Linked DNA regions of Sus scrofa: region 1 is linked to region 2. A link is a contact called in public Hi-C data. All regions are on one chromosome and are shown on one strand. Each heading gives the region's core, a stretch centred on a gene start, on an enhancer-like site or on the middle of the called end of the contact. The rest is flanking DNA. Distances are from core to core; before and after follow the strand shown. Region 1 overlaps SLC14A2 (urea transporter 2). Region 2 overlaps SLC14A2 (urea transporter 2).

The links. A called contact is a pair of places that touch in the nucleus more often than the background predicts.
Region 1: a contact with region 2 is called in a Hi-C map of skeletal muscle, with 2.9 times the contacts expected there. The contact joins two enhancer-like sites. A contact is called at or near these places in 4 of 47 Hi-C or Micro-C datasets (heart right ventricle, skeletal muscle and subcutaneous adipose tissue) and 1 of 2 datasets of contacts at active chromatin or transcription factors (skeletal muscle).

Annotation. Positions count from the first base shown.
Region 1 is chr1:95,201,084-95,205,742 of Sscrofa11.1, reverse strand. All of the region lies in intron 3 of SLC14A2 (urea transporter 2), which reads right to left. Among named protein-coding and RNA genes, the nearest start is that of SLC14A1, 150 kb to the left of the region's middle. Within about 2 kb of position 2,487, at least 20 of the 83 cell types and tissues checked have an H3K27ac peak or open chromatin away from gene starts, as enhancers often do. A contact at or near this core is called in skeletal muscle, where this site is marked.
Region 2 is chr1:94,965,300-94,970,439 of Sscrofa11.1, reverse strand. The region is part of intron 2 of SLC14A2 (urea transporter 2); the gene reads right to left. Among named protein-coding and RNA genes, the nearest start is that of SLC14A2, 130 kb to the right of the region's middle. Within about 2 kb of position 2,634, at least 4 of the 83 cell types and tissues checked have an H3K27ac peak or open chromatin away from gene starts, as enhancers often do. A contact at or near this core is called in skeletal muscle, where this site is marked.

The DNA.
Region 1 (4,659 bases), core at 1,238-3,737, 240 kb before region 2:
TTTGTTTCTTTAGGGCTGCACCAATGGCATATGGAGGTTCCCAGGCTATGGGTTGAATTGGAGCTACAGCTGCTGGCCTACACCACAGCTCACAGCAATGTTGGATCCTCAACCTACTCAGCAAGGTCAGGGATTGAACCTGAAACCTCATGGTTCCTAGTTGGATTCGTTTCTGCTGTGCCACAATGGGAACTCCCCACATTCTTATTTCCCCACCTGAAGCAATGTACAAATCACCTAGAGTTCTTACTCCAAGGAATGACCCACACCTACTTTGTCTCCTTAGGGTAGCAGTGCACACCTGGCCACTGAAACGTAAGGCACCTCTCCCCTGCACTCACGTCCCCACTTGGTACCCAGTGCCTGTGGCTTTAAATGGGGACCAGGTAAAAGGATAGGAGGAGGCAGGATGCTAGCAGGCTCATCTGCAGCCTTTCTGTGCCCAGAAGGGCACTCTCTGGGCAGAAGCTGGTCGGGATACACTGGTACAGCCCTGGAGAGGAACCCTGGATGGAGTGTGTTGTTGAGGTCAGCACCTTGGATGTGATGTCTGGAGGCCTGAAGATGGCTCTGTGTTCTATCCCTGACTGTGCAAGCTGGGCCCAGCTGCCTCACCTACCTGGGACTCAGTGTGCTCCTCATGTGGCAGACTGATGTCCACCATCATGCCAGGCTGTTCCTCTTGTGGACTTCATGCTGATCCCTTCCTTCCCTCCCTGCATATGCTCACACATGCCCAGGCATACAGGCTCACAGAAGCATATGTACACACAGACACAGACACAGACACAGACACAGACACACACACACACACACACAAACACACACTCACAGAGCTATGCTCTTCTTCAGCCATATGACTCTTACCCAGGTTGAGGTCCACCTCCTGCCTTTCTGGGCTCCTATCACACCCTGACTACCTGCCTATCTGAACCTCAATGATGGCCCTGCACAAAGTCCCTTTGATTTATTTGTCATGTAGGTAGTCCCGTGCTATTTTAGGCCTCTATATGCATGGTTAGTTAATTTCCTGACATCCCAGATTCAAGGTCCTCTCCCCATATCTTCCACAGTGTGCAGGAGTGAATTTTCTGTGATTCTGATGGTACTTCAACTTCAAATACAGGGTATTTACATGGTCATATTTTTCACCTAGCTGTTGAATATAAGATACTTTAACTTCAGTCCATTAATACCCCTGTTTCTTTCACCTCGGGTTTGCCCCTGTCATATTATCTTTATTTTGGTAGCATCAGGGTGGTCTCTTTGGAAACTAGGTAAGGGACAGTTCAGTTAGGGTTGTGTTGGTTTGGGTTTAGTGGGACATATTTACATAGGTCATTTAGTTTATGGCATTCAGTTGATTCTCTGTGTAAGTCGGGTGTTGCTAGCTGTCACCATGGGGGGAGGCTTCCAAGAACACCCTCTCCCCTCTGCAGATGGACTCTGTGTCAGATGGACTCCCAGCCACAAAGGGAGCCCTGAGTTAATGTGCTCTATGATGCCAATCCTGGGAGAGTGGGATATGTACAGAGCCAGAAACCAGCAGGTGGGGGATCCCTCCAGTCATCAGCTCTGTGAAATTGCCTGCAAGCTGAGGATTCCATTCCCATCACCGCCTACTCAAAATGAAAGCGTTCCTTTGTCAGGAATATTCTCGATCATGTAAAGTAATACCATTATAAATGCACCACTCATTTTGTTTCTTTTTAGATGGGGATTACTGACATAGAATTGATCAGAATCCCCATGTTTAAATGTCTTGCTGATTTGACAGGAAATACTGACGCTGACGGAGATAACATAAAACTCATTACACACCACTTCAATGAGGACATCGATGACAATCTGGTTAGGGAGTTTCATAAATTCACAGAGTATTTGAGATTTGTCACTGAAACAGAGAAGTTGAAATGCCCTGAAATCTCATAGCTCATGTATGAAAGCTACTTGACAGAGCTTTTCCCAAAGTTGATAACAATTCTGAAAATTCACATGGCATTACCAGTGACAAATTGTGAGATGGAAAGAAACCTTTTCAAACCGTGAATAATAAAATACAAAATTGGATCAACTTGTTAGAGGGGAGACTGAATTATCTTTGTATTCCCTCTATAAAAATGAGATTGAAAAATGATACTCATTTAAAGAGATGATCAAAGAGTTTGTTGCTAAAAAAAAAGGGTAGGAAGTACTATGGAGGAGCATGAGAGAGTTATTTTGGATTTTGTGATGTCTGTGGGATTTGTCAGTTTTTAAAATTTGTAATTTGTGGTGACTTCTTTTCTCTTTATAAATATAATTTCGTTTTCATAGATAATTTGTGTTTGGACTTTTGAATTCTTTTTCTTTAAGAGGGTCCCCTAAATTGTGAAAGCTTCTAGCCCCCCCCACCCCAAACTAGGTCTGCCCTGTGTATCCCTCAGTCCTTTCATGGCTGTTCCTAGACCTTCCTACCAGCAAGAGGTCTGGATGGCACTGACATGGGTGACCACTGCGAGCCAGGAGGGAACTCAGGCCTGGCTGACATCACACATCCTTAGAGACCCCCTAACTCTAATTCTAAAAGGGGCAAAACTTTTGTCACGCCCCCTGCGAGGGCCCAGATCTTTCCACCAACAGTCTCGTCAGGGCCTGGCTGGGCCCTGCTAACCCTCCTGTGTTTCCTTTTAATAAAATTTAATGTTTTCATTTTCAAAGACCTAGAAAATCCAAACACTTTTTAAAAGCCCCAAGGAACTATAAAAATTAATAGCACAGGGATAATTTCTTTTTCAGTGGCGACTCAATTAAACCTGCCAAAGTCAGACAGTGTGATTTAAACGCACCACTTGCAGAGGGACCCGCACAGAGCAGGCAAACATGGAATGAAACAATAATATTTACCAATTACCCTCTTGGATGTTTCCCACCCGGCCCCTTCCCTCCGGGGAGAATTTTTTCCTTCCCTCCCTCCTCTTGAGGGCCCAGAGGTCAGCATCCCTAATTGTTTTCTCCTTGAATGGTCACATTGCTATCAACAAGTGACTGAACTTCTTCCCTGCTCAGGGTCATGGAAAAATACCACCCGGGCTGGCTGCCCAGGGCCACAGGCCACGTGGACACCATTCCAAATGTGGGCTTGAGCTCAACTTTAGAAATGAAAGAACGGCTCCCTGCTCATCCCCGCCAGGCACTCCAGCCAGACCAGACATCTCACATTCCTCGTTGAGTCCTGCCCCAGGGCACTTGCTCCTACAGTCCCCTTGCCAGGAATGCCCTCTCTCTTGTTCACTGAATATGTACCCCTGAGCACTTCAATCTCATATTGTCTTTGAGGCCCTGATCTAGTTCTTTTAAGAAAGCTCTTCTGATCAAATCCATATACATATATCTTTTACACTTAATCTCACTGCCTTCAATTCCTTTCAAATAAACTGCACATTATCTCTTAATTGCCTGTGGGCTGTCTGGGCTCATCATAGAGTTTTTAACATACAGGCTTCTAACACGCTTATCCTGACTTCCAGAGTATAAGCTCCTCCAAGGCAGGAGCTCTAATGGATGCATTTTTTTTTTTTTTGTATTTAATTTAGTATTCTGCCTGTAACTGAGGCTTAGTAATTGCTTTTGGACTGGAATGAAGAGTTTCAGTATTTTCTCTCCAACAGGAAAATGAACTGTGTGCTTCTGGAAACAGGATTTCAATGCAGCATAGAAAACATAAAAAATATAATGATAAATGACAGAAAATTATAAAAGATCTGACCAAAATGTCCATCAATGGGGAATGGATAAAAAGAATATAGAATATGATGCTATGCTCTAGAACAGTTAAAATAACAAAAATGGCATTGAGGAGTCATGTCATGGCTTGGCAGTAACAAACCCAACTAATATCCATGAGGATGCAGGTTTGATCCCTGGCCTCACTCAGTGGATTAAGGATCTGGTGTTGGCATGAGCTGTGGTGTAGGTTGCAGAAATGGCTCAGATCTTGAGTTGTTGTGGCTGTGGCGTACAAATGCAGCTGTAGCTCTGATTCGACCCCTAGCCTGGGAACTTCCATATGCCACAGGTCTGGCTCTAAAAAGACAAAAAAAAAAAAAAAAAAAAAAGAAAGAAAGAAAGAAAGAAAAGAAAATGGAGTTTGAATAATCAATATGCACAGATTCCAGATTCCCGGAACAGAAATATTGAGTGAAACAGGCAAAATGTAGAACAATATGATAAAATTTACATAGATTCAGTACCGTGTAAACCAATACTACGTAGAGTTTTATGGATCCACGTGAATATATCCATGTGTGAACACAGGGATAAGAAAGAAATACATGCAAATCTTGCCAGGACTTGCCTCTGGAGAGGGAGGGGAACGGATGGGGAATGGGATCCAAGATTCTGAATTCCTCCTAGATATTTTTTCCTTCTCATTATAAAAATCTGAAGCAAATGAAAGACCGTTAACATTTGCTAATTCTGCTTGGTGAGAACATGGCTGTCTGTGAGGTAGAGACTGGAAAGATGTCCCCGAATGGGCTGCCCCTCCTCCCAGCCAGCCTTGGACCTCATTTCCCAGCCTCCTTGGAACTGAGTTGCAGCCATGTGACCTCAGTCAGAGGGGTTTGTGGGTAGGGATTGTGGGCAGCAGCGACAGATATCACCTCTCGCCCTGGCCCC
Region 2 (5,140 bases), core at 1,385-3,884:
TTATAGGAGGCACCTAGAATAGGGAAATTCATAAAGACAGAAAGTAAAGATTCTGAGAGAGGGAATGGGAGGCTATTATTTTTTGAGCACAGAGTGTCTGTTTGGGTTGATGAAAAAGTTCTGGACACAGATAGTGGTGATGGTTGGTGACACTGAATATACTTAATGCCCCTAAATTGTACACCTAAAAATGGTTAAGATGGTAAACTTTACACTGTGCATATTTTATCACAATTAAAAAAAAAACAAAGTTTAGGGGTTATTGGTTTGGAGATCCTTATTACTGGAAAAAGAACTGCAAATGTACATTCTTCGAGGTAAAGAAATACATTAATTACATACAGCTGCAATCAAGTAGATGGAACCACCATAGTAGAAAACTAATTTCAGATAGGACATTAACTTGAATCAGAGACATTTTGGACAGAGCATCTTTTATTGAGAGTGGGTCTGTGTGGTAACCCTCCATGCCTGAAGAACCCTCCATGCATCAGGAATTTCCTAAAGAGGCTTCCTATGCCCTAGACAGTAATTGAGGGTAGGAAGTTTGCTTATTCAGCATGCAACACTAAAGAGGAATGCTTGGAAGAAAAGTCTGCCCTCATTTCTTAGTACTTGTGTTCAGAGAGCACCAACACTAGAGCTCTACACTTTTATGTAATAACTTTGCTCACTAATAAATGGAACTGAGCGCCATGATCTGAGAAATAACAATGAGCCCTTTTTGTCCAGGAGTGCAATGGCACCGGCGAAATCACTAGGGAGAAGTTTGGCAGAAGGGCAGAAAATTGAGGAGGAAAACACTTTTGTTCTTCTCTCCTGGTATAACTCCTTTGCTGCCTAAAGTGCTTTCTCTTCTTCATCATTGCTTTCCCATATATTTAGGTTATTGATGATATGATCCCCAAATTCAGGGGAATGGTCCTGTGGGATGGGAAAATTACTGAGGATTAAAATGAAGTGCCACCAAGAGGAAGAGGGTCATTACTATTCATGAGATCAGAGCCAAATCTCAGAAATGAGGAGTAAAATAAAACCTGTGAAGATCATGCATTCAGGTGGAAATGCCTCTAAGAGAAAATTGTGGTTCTGGGAAATTTACCCATATCAGACACATTTCAGATAGTACATTTCTGATCACTTTTCTTTCTGGCTAGCAAGAAGCAAAACATGTTTAAAATAAATAGCACCATCTTGGCAGTCCCCTCCTAATTTGGAAAGATGTAGAAAAGTGTGAATGAAAGGTCACCCAACTAAGTATCGAGGCCAGGTTGGAATGTAGACTGCCACTGCGTGTGCCTCAAGGTCAATCACATCACTGCTTTAATCCTCAGCTTCCCCACAAGACAACGGAGGGGCTGGTCTAGAGCAGCAATGGAAACCGAGGTGTGCTTCCAAGTGTGATCTAGGAAATACATATGTCTGGGATCTCACTGCCATTTACCCATTCAGACTCAGGATGTGTGGATTAGGAAGATATGTACAGCAAGAAGTTGGGGAGTTGAGAGAGGAGCACATGCACACACAGGCTTTAAAAACAGTTCCCCTGAAGATTAATATGCATCCCTGGTTACCATAAACTGATGAAAATTAGAGCTGAAGTCACTTTTACTTCCAAGATTCTGTTCTAAAATTCCTAAGATTTTATTAAATAAAAACAACAACAACAAAGACTAAAAATACCCACTTAGACCATTAAATATGTATGGCTGTTAAATGATCAAATGAGAAAATAATGCATATGGATGTCCTAGAATATAGGGCTATACAAATGTAAGCAGTTATTAGGGCTCCCTTAATTCTGTGCATTATCCAAGTGGTTCATCAAACATTAATCAAATCCTCTTAGATTAGAAATTCTGCCTAATGGTAAGCCTAGGGAATAAGATTTACAGTTGGCACTTTTGCTTGAGTTTCTCTTAGTGAGAGTATTTGCCAGTGTAATAATATTTTTGTTTTCTGACAATGTGAATGCCTATGTCAAAAGAAGAAAATCTAGACATGTACCCATTTCCCAGGAAAGGTAAGCCATGGAAAGCCTGGATTTATCTAAAATCTACCCATTTTTCCCCATCTCAGAAGCTATGTATCATGAACATTTCTAGTTTTACCAGTGAAGCATGTGTCATTTTATTGTTACCACCCTGTCACCAGAAGCTGGCACCCATCCCCGAGTCGTGGCTTCTTGAATGACCCCTGAGGTAGAGTTGGTTAGTAGTCCTCAATGAAGGGAAGTTTTTGCCTAGAAACCTTCATTTCCACTGAGCTAATGAGAGGGCTGTCACCTAAATTTTCATTGCTTTAAGAGCAAGTGGAGGCTGACAGTTTCCTTTCAAGCTTGAATGATGAAGAGAAAACATCCCACAGCCTCATCTGGCTGCCTTGCTGCGAGGTAATGAGCCCTGTGCAGCACCCTTCTCTGCTAGACTGAGATGACCTTCTGTCTGGTAATGCATCAGGGAAGAGTGAAAAACACACTGCGGGGCCCGCCAACAATTCCCCCACAATGTGCTGTATGTGCCAAACAGTTTAGTAAATAGATCTCAAATTACGTGTTGAAACCTATTCCAATGTCTTGCAACAGAGCATATCTCAATCTAAAGGTCATGCTTTACTTTGCAAAGACCTGGTAGGGAGAGGTCTCGGGAAGGGGGCGGGGTGGCTGGAAAGGGAATGTCATGGAGGTACAGGTCAGGAGATAAAATATTTGTAGCATTTAAAAACAAATTTCACAACCTTCCCTGGCTAATTGCATTCTATTCTCAGTCCAGACAGGGAATTTTATTTGCTCCCCATCTTGTTCCAAGATTTGCTGGAGTTTCTTGGGATAGGGTAACACATGGGATAGGGAGGGGGAAGCTGGGCTCTGTCCTGCAAAAGCTGGGAGAGGGTAACTGATGGGGTAAGGCCAACATGGAGTTCAAAAGGCTCCAACTTTCCTGACTTCTTCCTTTTGTTCCATTTCTTTTCTTTCTTTTTCTTTATCTTTTTCTTTTTTGATGTTAGCTGTTCATTTCAACTTTCCTGATTTCTTTTTCTTTGCTTTTAGACTCCTTAAGGGAGGAAAAAAGGAGGACTTAGAGATGTGAATCTTCCTTAAAAATAATTGCCAGACATTGCCTGGGTGCAGAGAAGAGTAAAAAGATTGAAAAAGCTTGGAAAAAATCTGGTCTTGCGAGGAGGACAGGGAATCAGTGGCTGACTTCATGGAATGGTTTGAAAACTGCCTGGAGAAGGAACATCCAACATCCACCATATTGGCTTCACTACTGAGGATCCTTAAAAAATGTTTTACTTTGATTTTATGGATACTTTTTGAACATCTATTATGTTCATAGTGGTGGAGGGTATCAAAAGTTCAATATCTGTCTCCAAAGAGCTCACTCCCATTTGAGTGAAGAGCATTTACCCCACTATTCTCACTAAGCACATTACTATTTTGTGTTTTCAAATTATAGTATCTCTCACATTTTATCTTTTTCCCTGCTCCCCACTACCATTAAACTTGAAATGTCTAATGCACACATTTTTATATATGTATATATAATGATTTTTATTTTTTTTCCATTATAGCTGGTTTATAGTGTTCTATCAATTTTCTGCATGGTGACCCAGTTACACATACATGTATACATTCTTTTTTCTCACATTATCATGCTCCATCATAAGTGACTAGACATAGTTCCCAGTGGTAGCTTGGGGTTAATAGATGCAGGACACACATTTTAAATCGAGTGCTAAGTGTAGTTCAACAAACATCTTTAAGAACAACAATGGGAAGAGAAAGAAAAACCTTTTACTTCCCAATATCTATTAGTCCAAGAGCCCAAGAAATTGTGACGTTTTGGGCAGTAGGAGGAGGGAGCCAGGCTACACACTTGTCCATTGAGATGAGAACCTTCATTTATTTGGGTGGCTGCATCGCAACAGCACTCTAAAGAAGGAAGTGCCCAGATGCTGTGGGAGCATCCTCAATCCCCAGAACGCATTGACTCAATGACATTCAGTTGAATCTCAGTAATGGCTGATATTTGAATTTTTTTAATCTACAATATGACAATTTTTTAGAGCTCAATCCAATACAGAGCAGAATTTGGAAGAGTCAAAATGGAAGTAAAAACAATCAGAAGGAAAGAGAAAAATATGATCAGATTTAGGATTTTGTGCTTTTGGAATCTCCATTCCTTTCTAGCTATGAACTGAATGTTTGTGTCTCCCACAAATTATTGTGTTGAAATCTACTTCCCAAAGTGATGGTATTAGCAGCTGGAGTTTCTGGGAGATGACTGGGTTGTGAGGGTGGACCCCTCACGAATGGGATTAGTGTTCTTATAAAAAATACCTCAGAGAGCTCCTTCTGCCATGTGAAGATACAGGGAAAAGACAGCCATTATGAACCATCAAGCAGATTCTCACCAGACACTGACTCTGCCAGCACCTTGATCTTGAAATTCCCAGCCTACAGAATTATGAGAAATAAATTTCTGTTGTATATAAGCCACCTGGTCTGTGGCATTTTGTAATAGCAGCCCAAATGACTAAGACACCTCTCCTGTTCCAGTTGCCCTCCCCAAACTTATTACATCTTTATGGGCAAATACTTTAAGGGGGGGATATGATATCTAGCTGAAAGAAACCCTCTAAAATATGGTATTTTACACAAGAAGTGGCTTCTGGGGAGAAGCCTGACACAAGGAATAGGGAGAAATCACTGGGAAGTTGAGTAGACAAAATCTGTTTTTTTCTGTTTTTGATTTTGTGTGTGTGTGTGTGCAGTTCTGTTAATAATCATTTCACTGAGGTTCTTGTTCCAACAGTTTCACAGTGTTTGCATTAGTTAGAAAACATTAAGGACTATATAGAGAATTTATGCAGCAAAATCACAGCTTGGTTCCCATCATAATTTGTTTACCCTGTAAAAACTGTCTTGCAATGTCCACAAGTTCTGAATTACACACCTCAAGACCACTCTGCATTAAAATGCAGCCAGGTGGTATTTTTACTTATTTGTTTTGTATTTACGGTAAACAAAACCTAAAGAAAATCATCTCCACTTGACATTCATCTCTGTTATCTAATTTTGTGTTTCAGAACACTTATTAGAAAGTCTGTGTGGTCTTCTGTTCATCAGTTCAAGCAG